Linked DNA regions of Sus scrofa: region 1 is linked to region 2. Evidence: chromatin contacts called from public HiChIP or PLAC-seq data. All regions are on one chromosome and are shown on one strand. Each heading gives the region's core, a stretch centred on a gene start, on an enhancer-like site or on the middle of the called end of the contact. The rest is flanking DNA. Distances are from core to core; before and after follow the strand shown.

The links. HiChIP or PLAC-seq counts read pairs in DNA pulled down with a chosen protein or histone mark.
Region 1: a contact with region 2 is called in an H3K27ac HiChIP or PLAC-seq map of alveolar macrophages. The contact joins the promoter of LIG3 here to the promoter of RAD51D in region 2. A contact is called at or near these places in 2 of 47 Hi-C or Micro-C datasets (liver and subcutaneous adipose tissue) and 2 of 2 datasets of contacts at active chromatin or transcription factors (alveolar macrophages and skeletal muscle).

Annotation. Positions count from the first base shown.
Region 1 is chr12:40,182,282-40,188,572 of Sscrofa11.1, reverse strand. LIG3 (DNA ligase 3) reads left to right here and starts at 4,987. Exons shown (of 20, transcript NM_001244103.1): 1 at 4,987-5,060.
Region 2 is chr12:40,051,273-40,056,943 of Sscrofa11.1, reverse strand. It overlaps RAD51D (DNA repair protein RAD51 homolog 4), which reads right to left and starts at 2,769. Exons shown (of 10, transcript XR_002337232.1): 1 at 2,493-2,769; 2 at 2,134-2,195; 3 at 1,831-1,949. FNDC8 (fibronectin type III domain-containing protein 8) reads left to right here and starts at 4,307. Exons shown (of 5, transcript XM_003358154.4): 1 at 4,307-4,533; 2 at 4,536-4,554. The coding sequence starts at 4,347.

The DNA.
Region 1 (6,291 bases), core at 3,738-6,237, 130 kb before region 2:
ACAGATGAGGCTTGGATCTGGCGTTGCTATGGCGTAGGCCAGCAGCTACAGCTCCGATTGGACCCCTAGCCTGGGAATTTCCATATGCCATGGGTGCAGCCCTAAAAAGAAAAAAAAAAAAAAAAGGCTCATTTCTTGATAAAATAATTTTTTCCCCTTTGAAAATTATTAACCTGCCTCCAAAAAAAAAAAAAAAAAAAAATTCAGGGAGGATGGTAGTAACTTTGTGTCTCCCTCACTCCAAATCTTGTGACCTCATCCCTGCCCCAGAAGCCCCATCTCTGTGCCTTGGAACTACTCCCAAAGGCACACCCGACTGGACTCCTCAGCTCTGTCCTACTTCAACCTGGCAGCTGCAGCACAAAGATATTTGAAGGAGAGACTTTCAAAAAAAACCCCTCCAGTTTTTTTTTTGAAAGCCAACCTCTACAGTCTTTATTGAGAATGAAGAGCCACGGGCTGATGTGAATTATTTCATCTTTCTACAGCTGTTCCCTTTTAAATATTTATCCTGGCAAACATCACCACCATTTTTTACAACTTATGTTAATTGTGTGACTATTAAGCAAACCAAACCGTAAAATCAGCTCTCAGTGCTGAGATTTATGTGATTCACAGACCAGAGCTTATTAGAAAAGAAATCCACTGAGTACAAACTAGCCTCACGAGTGCCCCACACTGTTTCTAGGAAGGTGTGAAACCTTTTCCCTATTGCTGCATGTGGCTTCCAAGCTTCCATAGCAGCACTGAAATAGAACAGAAGCTACCCATTTCCCTGTGTTTTTTTTTTTTTTCAAACAATCCTGATGAGTGAAAACCTGAAGTCGGGGATGCTACAGCCCTAAAGGGGATCAGTAAGCTCTGAAAGGCTCCCAGACAGGATCAGTGCCCTGGAGGATCTAGGATTGAGGTTAGAGGGAAGCCCTCAATAGTGGGGGTTTTGTTTTGTTTTGTTTTTTGCTTTTTTGGGCTGCACTGGCAGCACATGCTAGTTCCCAGGCTAGGGGGTCGAATCTGAGCTGCAGCCACAGTCCTACACGACAGCCACAGCAATGCCAGATCCTAGCCGAGTCTGCAACCCAGACCACAGCTCACAGTAAAGCTGGATCCTTAACCCACTGAGCGAGGCCAGGGATCAAACTCACATCCTCATGATACTAGTTGGGCTTGTTACTGCTGAATGACAACAGGAACTTCCTAATCGTGGTACTTTGAACAGCTAGGAACAGCAGGAGGTATCCTGCTTATTCACCAAGGTCCTTGATGTGGATCATGGAACTGCTTCGAGACTCCAATAGAAGGTCTCCCTCCAAAAATGCACTTACTGACAAATACTTCTATAAAATGTCAGGAGTTTCAAGAACCTGCTTGAGCCTATCCACAGATCCCCTAGGAGTCCATGAGCCTTAGCCTTACCATTTTCACTGTTATCCCACCCAAGCTGCCCTCATTTCTCCCCTTTTTATAGTAGCCAACTAACTCATCTCCCAGTTTCTTTTCACAGAAGGCAGAGGAACAGCAATCCTGTTAAAAGCTAAGTCAGATCCTGTTACTAACCTGCTCAATATAATCCACTAGCTTCCCATTTCACCTACAATAAAACTCAAGATGATTTTTTTTTTGGCCACCCGAAGCATGCAGAAGTTCCCTGGCCAGGGATCAAACCTGTGCTATAGCAGCATCCAGAGCCACAGCAGTGACAACGCTGGATTCTTAACCCACTGGCTGTCAGGAAACTCCAAACCCCAACATCTTTATAATGGTTTACAGAGCCCTACAGGATCTATCTCCAGATACCCTGCTGACATCTCTAGTTCTTTGTGGCCTTAACTCCTGCTGCTCTGGACACACTCATCTCCCTGTGACCTCTCAGTAGGACAGATACATGCCTGTTTGAACTCTCTGCACCTGGCTCTCTCCTTCTTTCCTTCAGGTCAACTCAATTGTCACTTTGTTGGTGAGGCTTTCCCCATCACTATATTTAAAATGCAGGAGGGAGTTTCTCTTGTGGCTCAGCAGATTATGAACCTGACTAGTATCCAAGAGGATTAAAGATTCAATCCCTGGCCTCACTCAGTGGGTTACAGATCAGGAGTTGCTGTGGTGTAGGCCAGCAGCTGCAGCTCTGATTTGACCCCTAGCCTGGGAACTTCCATATGCTGCAGGTGCAGCCCTAAAAAGCAAAAACAAACAAACAAAAAAAAAACCCAAAAAACCCAGCAGGAGTTCAATGGGTTAAGCATCTGGTGTTGTCACTGCAGTGGTCCAGGCCCCTGTCAGGGGACAGGTTTGATCCTTGGCCCAGGGATTTCGAAATGCTGTGGGCACAGCCAAATAAAATAAAACTGCAAACCCCATCCTGCCCTGCTTGGCACCTGTGCTCCTCTGCTTTCCTTTTCTCCATAGCACCCATCTTTTTTTTTTTTTTCTTTCTTTTTTTCTGCACTCTCGGCATATTTAAATTCACAGGCCAGGGAGAGAATCCGAGCTGCATCTGTGACTTACACAAGAGCTGTGGCAAAGCCAGATCCTTAACCCACTGTCCCACCACATAGACAACTCAGGATTCTTAACCCACTATGCCACAGCAGGAGCTTCAAGGGTAGGGATTTTTGTCTGTTTTGTTTCATCGCCATATTTCAATTCCTGACCCAGAGTAGGCACTGAATAAATACTTGACTGACTGATAACTAACTCAATGATTAACTCTGCAGCGCCATGAATGTATCTAGACTGAGGAAGGAGTGGGTAGGGAGGAATGTACATTTACTGAAACACATCTCAGTGCCAAGCAGTATGCAAATTAACACGTGTCATCTCAGAGTTCTCTTTTTGTTTTTGTTTTTATCTTTTTAGGGCCACACCCGAGGCATATGGAGGTTCCCAGGCTAGGGGTCGAATCAAAGCTATAGCTGCTGGCCTATGCCACAGCTAGAGCAAAGTGGGATCTGAGCTTTGTCTGCAACCTACACCACAGCTCACAGCAACACTGGATCCTTTAACCCACTGAGCGAGGCCAGGGATTAAGCCCACATCCTCATGGATACTAGTTGGGTTCGTTAACCACTGAGCCATGACGGGAACTCCTCGGAGTTCTCTTGTGGCATGGGGGTTAAGGATCCAGCATTGTTACTGCAGTGGCTTGGATTTGATCCCTGGCCCAGGAACTTCCACAAATTCAAACTAAGTCTCACTAACTAAGGATCCTAAGGGAGGAAATGCAGAAAACAGGGAAGAATAATCAAGAAACAATAGTGGAGGTTTGGGGCAGGGTCCTGTTCCTCAAGGGATATACCTAACATACCTTTGAGTTCTGCAGGAACTAAGCCTTCCCGCCCCAAGGTGGAGGGTGGAATGAAAAGGTGGCTTTCTATCTACACCCTTACCACCTAGAACTTACCCATCTGACTGCCTCCTGACAGCAATCAACTAAAGCTTGCTCTGTTGACCTTTGCTCCAATTCTATGCTGAATTCCACTTTCATATCTCAGATGGGTCAGTACAAAGAGCCCTTTTCCTCCCAGTTTTATGGAGATATAAATGTATACATAAGGCGTTCAGCATAATGGTTTGATAGAATAAAAAGCTAAAAAACTTTTCTCCTTAAAAGTATGAACCTCTTCACAAATGTACATGACATCTTTGTTCAGGGGCCAGGCTAAGCTCTGTATCATTTCATTTTCATTAATGTTCTGCCTAAGGCAGCACAAAAACCTTTTATTTGGTTCCCTTGCTTCAGTCTCTCCTATATCCTTCTTAAACACTTCATGAGGCCCTTCTTGGCTCTCCATCCCGTACATAACAAAGGTCTTAACTTACATGTGTAACAAAAGCCAAAATACAGAATTTCCTCCAGGTCTGACCTTTCCTTATCTAATGCTCAGTTGTTTACCTTTCCTAGACCCTGAGCAAGTTCATTCCTCTTTTCTGAGTCCACTTTTCTTTTGAAAAAATGGCCATCCAAATCTCTCCAAGTTGACCTGAGGTTTAAAAGAAATATACTTTATTTATTTTGTCTTTTTAGGGCCGCGCCTGTAGCATATGGAGGTTTCCCAGGCTAGGAGTCGAATAGAAGCTGTAGCCACCTGCCTATGCCACAGGCACAGCAACGCCACATCTGAGCCAACAACGCCAGATCCGAGAGGGGTCTATGACCTACACCACAGCTCACCGCAAGGGCAGGATCCTTAGCCCACTGAGCAAGGCCTGGGAGCCAACCTGTGTCCTCATGGTTAGGAGTCAGATTAGTTTCCGCTTAGCCACTACCGTAACTCCAAGAAATACACTTTAAACAATACACAATCAAGGGTTTACTGTACCCATCACTCCTTTACCTCCAAATCTATCTAGAGCAATTTTCAATTCAATGATATTTTTAAATACTTAGTATGTGCTAGGCATTTTGTGGGACACATGACACTAGGAATGCAGAGAGACTGAAAAACGCAATCTTTGCCTTCCCCAAGCTCATTGCAATATACTTTCTCAACTAGTACCTCCCCCCCCCCCCATTTTTGGCCTCCCTGTGGCATACGGAGCTCCGGACCAAGGTGCAGTAGCGACCTAAGCCGCAGCTGCCGCAACGCCGGATCCTTAACGCACCGATCGGGGGTCGAACCCGCGTCTCTAAGCTACCAAGAGACCGATTACCCTTGAGGCACAGCGAGAGATCCTCAACCAGTACTTTTAAAGACTAGATCTCTAATGTTAAGAGCTAAATCAGGGGTCCCCAAAAGTTCAGACTGAGGTGCACCTCCGGGCGCCGCCACATCGCAGCAACCTCATCTTTCCTCCGCTGTGATCACAGATCCGGAACCAGCTCCACTACCCAACACAGAGCCCTGGGCCTCACTCTGCGGACCTGGTTGCCCGCTCACGTGGCAGGCGAGGGGCGGGGACGCGTTGGCGCGGTGGGCGGGGTCCTGGGCCTCTGCGCCTGCGCACTGCGGCCAGCTCAAGGACCCGGATTTAAAGAGACAGGCCCTACAACCGTCGTAGCTGCGCGTGGCCTGTGGGCGCCTGGTCCGGGGCCTGAGGTGGTGCCGGAGCCGGGAAGGCAGGTGAGGGGCGGCGGGGTGGGGCAGCGGGGAGGGAGGTGGCAGGGGTTTCAGGGTTCTGCGAGGCCCGGGAGCCAGCTCCCTGGCCTCGTCCCCCTCCCGCCCGCCGGCGGAGCCCCGAGGCACACCCTCCGTGACGTGGCGGCCCCCCGGGAGCCCGCGGGGGTTGGCTCCCGACTCCCGGGACCCCTACGGGTCTGCGCTGGGGAGGCAGGGTGCCTCCGGCCGGGCCCCCGCGAGGGCTGCTCTGGCCGGGTTTGCTCAACCGCAGCGTCCCATTTCCCAGCCCCGGACTATATCTACGCGGCCCCTCCAGCCCCAACCGAGGGACTTGCTTCCCCGCCTACCCCCCGGTGTCCGCTCCCGGTTGGGAGCCCGTGCCCTCCCAAAAACGTCGCAGAAAGGCCCTCTAGGAAAAGCGGCCCTGGGCTTTCATTTCCCGGACCGGCTGCCCGCAGCCCTCAACGGTTTGCTTCTCGGCTCCCTTTGATGATATGCTAAGCTGCGGCCGGTGTGTGTGCGCGGAGGCGGGGGTGCTGTGAGCCAGACGGGTATCCCCCACGCGGCTTTGTGCCTCCTCTGCACTGCGAGGTGCTCTCCCTTCGGCTCCTTTGATCACCGGGCGTGTGTTGGGGGTGGGGATGCTTCCTAAATCGCTCTTCCAAAAGGTGGTGAACTCTCATTTGTTCTGAGCGCTTCTTGGTCCTGCCTTAATTTCACATTCCTCGCCTTTGTGGTTCTTCCAGCTTCTGAGGGTTTAGAACCCTTTGTGAGCTTCACGAAAATCATGACCTCATCCCCCGAAATGTACATGGCTGAAGGTGCACCTTTTGTCTACCTTTTCAGGGAGTTCAAAGCCCCCCCACTCCCCACCGCCCCGTTCCCCATCAGCCCATCCATGGACTCATTTTTCATTTTCCCAACCATCTTGCAGGTAGGTATTACTTTCCCTGTTTTAGAACTAAGGAAACAGACTCATGGAGTTAAGGGAATTCTCAAGGATAACTTAGTGCGTGAACTATGAGTCACACCTGGGCTCCCATCTCTTGATTCCCACTTACCTTCTGTCTGCTGCTTTATGTTGCACTACACTAAGTAAAGCCTGCTTTTCACCATCACCCAATAGCAATTTCACTACAAAGTCCTTTACAGGCTGAAAATAATTCCGGGTCTGTTTAAAGTTAGAACTAAGAAGATACTTTAGAAAATATAAATATAAGAAGGTGAGGGATAC
Region 2 (5,671 bases), core at 1,520-4,019:
GCCTCCCAGACAGTGAAGTCCCTTGCAGTGACCCATGGCAGCTGCCATTCTGCCAATTTTCCACCTGACTGTTTCCGAAATGCTGCTTCAGTATATGCTGGTTTTTTTCTTCTTTTTTTTTTTTTTGTTTTTTGGCTTTTCTAGGGCCCCTCCCGTGACATATGGAAGTTCCCAGGCTAGGGGTCTAATAGGAGCTGTAGCCACCGGCCTACGCCAGAGCCACAGCAACGCGGGATCCTGAGCCGCGTCTGCAACCTACACCACAGCTCTCGGCAACCCACTGAGCAAGGCCAAGGACCAAACCCACAACCTCATGGTTCCTAGTCGGATTCGTTAACCACTGTGCCATGACGGGAACCCCCCTTCTTCTTTTTTTCTGACCGCCCCATGGCACATGGAATTCCCAGGCCAGGGATCATATCCTAAGCCACAGCTGCAGCAACACCAGATCCTTAACCCACTGTGCCAGGTTGGGGATCTAACCTGTATCCCAGGGCTCCCAAGATGCTGCTGGTCCTGTGGCACCACAGTGGGAATGCCTGGGCTGGTTTTATAAATTCCCAAAGGCCAAGGCTGCTCCCTGTTAGTCACCACCCCCAACACACACGTGCCCACACCCCTCTCTTCTGTCCCTTGCTTTTCTCTACCCACCAGACCCCACACTCCTTAAGTGCGAGGGCCTTGCCTCACGCATATTCGTATCATTGGCATACATCTGTCACCTATAGGCACTTGGCCAGTGCTTGATGAATGACAGACCTGGACCCCCAGCTGCAGAAAGCAGGCGCCATGCTATATGAACCTTGCCAAGAGGACATGCACGGGAAAGAGCAAAGGCCAAACCAATCCAAAGACCTTGGTGGTGGCAGTGCTCTTTATCAAATTCTGTACAAACAGGCCAGGAAAGAGGTCAGCCTTCCTTGGCCAGAAGCCGCCTGTTTTCTTCCAACGCGTTCCCTCTCCAAACTGCACAGCAGAACATAAATCACTCCTGTCCCTTCCTGCTGCAGAGTACAGCGAAAGAACCAGGTTCTGGATCAAGTGCGCCAGGGCTGGAGCCCTGGCTGGTATATAGTAGGCACTCAAATAAATGGTATTCAGTTGTGCTCTCTTGCCCCATCGTTTTTTTTCTTTTTGGGGCTGTGCCCGCAGCATATGAAAGTTCGCAGGCTAGGGGTCAAATTGGAGCTGCTGCCGCCAGCCTACACCACAGCCGCAGCAACACCAGATCCAAGACCCGTCTGTGACCTACACAGCTCACAGCAATGTCAGATCTTTAAGCCACTCAGCAAGACCAAGGATCAAACATGCATCCTTATGGATACTTAACCCACCTCAGGTTCTTAACCCAGTGAGCTACAAGGGGAACTCCCTGCCCCATCCTTAAGTGAAAGGGCAGAAAGGGCCAGAGAAAAGTTGCTCTGATCTGTGGAATAATATCTGTGGAAGTGCTGACATCTTGTGTTACAGGACAGTGATTCTCAACCAGTAGCAATTTTGGCCCCCAGGGTCATTTGGCAACAGCTAGAGCCATTTTTGATAGTCATGACCTATGAAGGAGAGGGGTGTAACTGGCATCTACTGGGGTGGAGGCCAGGGATGCTGCCAGACATCCTACTATATGCACAAGACAGCCACCCCCAAAATTATGCATCCTAAGTGGTTAGGAGTCAGAGAAACTCTGTACAGGGTAAGATAACTCAGAAATCCTGACCCCCCTCCCGTGTCTCCTTCAACCACAGCTGAAGCAGCCTGCTCTTTCTCAAGCATCAAAAGCCCAGCCAGAGCCTCTGGCCTCTCGCCTTCTGCCCCAGCTACACACACACAAACCTTCTAATGCCGGTGGACAGGATGGCCGTGGACGTCTTCAGTTCCTCGTAGAGATCAGCGCCATTGCAGGGAAAAGCGGAGAACTGAGCCAGCAGCACCCGCCTCAGGGCGACCAGGGCCTGCGGAAGGGGCGGGGCAACTCAGGAAGCTGCCGGAGCAGCCGGGAGTGTGCGGCAGCGACCCGCCAAGGGAGGGGGCCATCCAGGGTCTCCTAGCCCCCCCCTTATCAATCTCTGGGGACACTCTGCTCGGGGATGGGCATTTAGAGACACCCATGTTGGAGTGTGGAGATCGCCAGCTCACCTTATAAGACAAACCACATTTCTGGGCTACCTCCTCCAAGTCTGCAGAAACCAGGTCCACCACTGAAAACAAAACACGCGGGGTTGATGCGCGCAAGGGAGGCCCCAGACTCCCGCCCGTGACTTTTCCTCGCCTACGCGAACTAGCGGAGCCGCGGGGGCTGGCGCGGCGCCTAGCCCACAGTGGGGGGTTCTAGCCCTCCTGGAGCGGGGCTTGCCCAGTCCCACCCTCCCAAGCTCTGCCAGAAGGCTGTGGGCGTCGGAGGCAGGGGAGGGGCCCCACCCAGTGGGCCAGGGCCGGGGCCAGCCTCCGCGCTGGGCCCAGCCATGTGGCCCGCACAGGCGCGCGCCCACGGTCACCTGTCTTGATCCCGCGGCTCTGCAGAAGCTGGACCATGTCCTGAGTGAGGCCGGGGCACAGTCCGGCCCGAAGCACGCCCATGTTCCCTGGAGGCCCCGGGGCCGCTGGTCCTGGGGGCATCCGCGAGGCCCTCTCCAGACACCCCGCAGCACCCCCTTCCGGACCAAACGCTGGGGGCTGGCGTCGGGAGGAGGCGGCGCACAGGGTGTGGACCCTGCCTGGTCTCCCGCGCCCAGGAGCCTGCCTGCCCGGCCCCGCCGCCGCTTCCGGTTTCCAGGCTCCAGGGCCTGGCCTGCGGCGCCACCTGCCGACCGCCGGGCGGACGGGAGGGCTCCCGCGGCCCCGCGTGGGCGGCACGAAGTTGGGTCCCCTGCCTTTTCCCCATCACGCCTCCTCGCCAGCCTCCCTGGTGCCACTTTCCATAATGAACGCTGGTCCAGAACGTTGGATGGGACCCACCATCCCTACTCTCAGGGACCTACCTGTTGGTGAGGGAAGACAGTGACAAAGAATCTAATCAGATCCTCAGCAGTCGTCTGATAGGTGCTTGAAAGCAGCAGCGCGCAGAGAGGACATCTGCTTCTGTTTTCCAAATAAAAGTAATTTTGAATGATCAACAGTAAAAACCCTGAGTATATAGAACACACACACACACTTTTTTTTTTTTTTTTTTTTTTTTTGGTCTTTTCTAGGGCCGCTCCCATGGCATATGGAGGTTCCCAGGCTAAGGGTCTAATTGGAGCTGTAGCCACCAGCCCGCTCCACAGCCACAGCCACGCGGGATCCGAGCCCCATCTGCAACCTACACCACAGCTCACGGCAACACCACATCCTTAACCCACTGAGCAAGGCCACGGATCAAACCTGCAACCTCATGGTTCCTAGTCGGATTCGTTAACCACTGCGCCACGATGGGAACACCATGTGATTTGGTATTTTGAAAGATCTTTTCTTAACCTTACCCTCTGGAAGAGAGAAAACAACTTTACAAGGTTATCCTCTTACAATCCAGTGAGGTAGGTTCTGTATTTACCCCTATTTTACAGACGAGGAAACTGAGGCTCAGTGCAGTAAAGTCACTTGCCAAAGGTTTCACAGCCTGTAAGGACAGAGCTGGACTTGGAGCAGACGAATTTATATTTCGGTGCAAAGCCAGTGCTGTTTTAACAGCGCCCCCTCCCCACCCCCAAGTTGTGTATATGTTTCCCTACTGTGAAGTGGTTTCATTGAGAACAGAAACATCTGGCCCATTTCTGTCTGCCTCTGAAAGCACCCACTATCCCTCAAGACGTGATGACACTGGGGTGAGGGCTCAGTAGAATTTAGAGTTTTAGCAGTAAACCTGGGTATATGTGAGCTATGAACCATCTGGGTTTTTCCTGTGCCTGCACAGCTAAGACATATGAGGTTTGCTGCCTAGGATTTCTGGATATAGAGCCTGTAGACAAAGTCACTCCCCGAGTCCCATTCCAGTATCACCAGCCTCCTTTCATGCCCAGGTGCCTCTGTCTCACCATCCATCTCCTTCCCTGGGCAGGTCCCAAGGGCACAGGCAGGAAACGTTTTGAGATCTTCAGAGAAGGGCGAGGCTGCTCAGAGCTGGAAGGGGCCCAAGGAGCAGTGCGGTCTGTTCCTCGGTCTCCCCACTCTGACACTGCCTGCTACCCCCCTGCAGCAGGAGCCTCAGATCAAGGGGGGGCTGGCCCCTAATTGTTACACTGTGATCATTATGAAGTCAGCCGATTGCACCTCCTCCCACCCAAACTAAGGGTGTGTCTGCTGCGTCCAGTTTCTCTCTGCTTCCTGTCAGCCTGGTTGTCCTGCATGGTGACGGCTGGTCCCAAACCAACTCAATGGCGTCAGAGACACTCTACAAAGTAGGAGATGGGGAGGAGGCCTTGCTGAGGAAGGAAACACTCAATGTCCTGAACGCGCTCCATCACATGCCGAAGGCCTTTCCAAACCCCAAGTCTATGAACAGGACCGTCACTACCAAAGGGCTCCCACTTTCCTCCAGGGGAAGTTTGCTTAACTTCTTGGAGAGGATGCCATCAATCTACCGTAAGACACAAGTCTGGTCCTTTTCTCCTTTCTAAGGCTGGCGCTGGGGGGTGGGGTGGAGAGGGGCTTGAAGAGGCGGTACTTCCTTGATTAACACAGTTGAGACCCCCCCTCCCCCGGAACAGCAGGGTGGGCTATGGATTTCTGACCCCACACAATTCTTGGAGGCCCCCTGGGATTAGTCAGATTTGCTGATGGTCATTCTGCTTTGTCTTCACCGCCAGTGACACCTCTGCCCCCTCAATTCCCACTGGCTTTGCTCCCTCCATCTTTCTTATTGTGCCTTCACCTGCCTGGTTATGGCCCCACCAGCCCCCGTGGCCTGCCTGTCTTCAGACTGAGGTTTACTGGACCTCTGCAGTGATTCTGGGTTTCCCTGATTTCATTTCACAAAATTCTTTTTTTTTTTTTTTTTTTGTCTTTTCTAGGGCCACTCCCGAAGCACATGGAGGTTCCCAGACTAGTGGTCAAATCGGAGCCATAGCCACCACCCTACGCCAAGAGCCACAGCAACTCGGGATCCGAGCCTCATCTGCAACCTACATCACAGCTCACGGCAACGCTGGATCATTAACCCACTGAGCAAGGGCAGGGATCGAACCCACAACCTCATGGTTCCTAGTTGGATTCGTTAACCATGGAGCCACAACAGGAACTCCTCATTTCACAAAATTCTTTGAGACCTGCAGATGTCTGGCCCCAGGTTAAGTTCTGGGAATGCAGAGCCAGAAAGCACCTCTGCTTTCAAGGAGCTCCCAGCCTCTGGTGTGTGTGTGAAGGGGAGGGGTGTCAGGAAAGAATCAAGAATATTGGAAGAGGAGTTCCCGTCATGGCTCAGCAGTTAACGAATCTGACTAGCATCCATGAGGACACAGGTTCGATCCCTGGCCTTGCTCAGTGGGTTAAAGATCTGACATTGCAGTGAGCTGTGGTGTAGGTTGCAGATGTGTCTCAGATCCTGTGTTGCTGTGGCTGTAGTGTCGGCCAGCAGTTACAGCTCCGTTTCAACCCCTAGCCTGGGAACCTCCATATGCCACGGTACGGCCCTAAAAAAAAAAAAAAGAATATTGGAGTTCCTGCTGTGGTGCAACAGAGTCACTGGCATCTATGGAGTGCT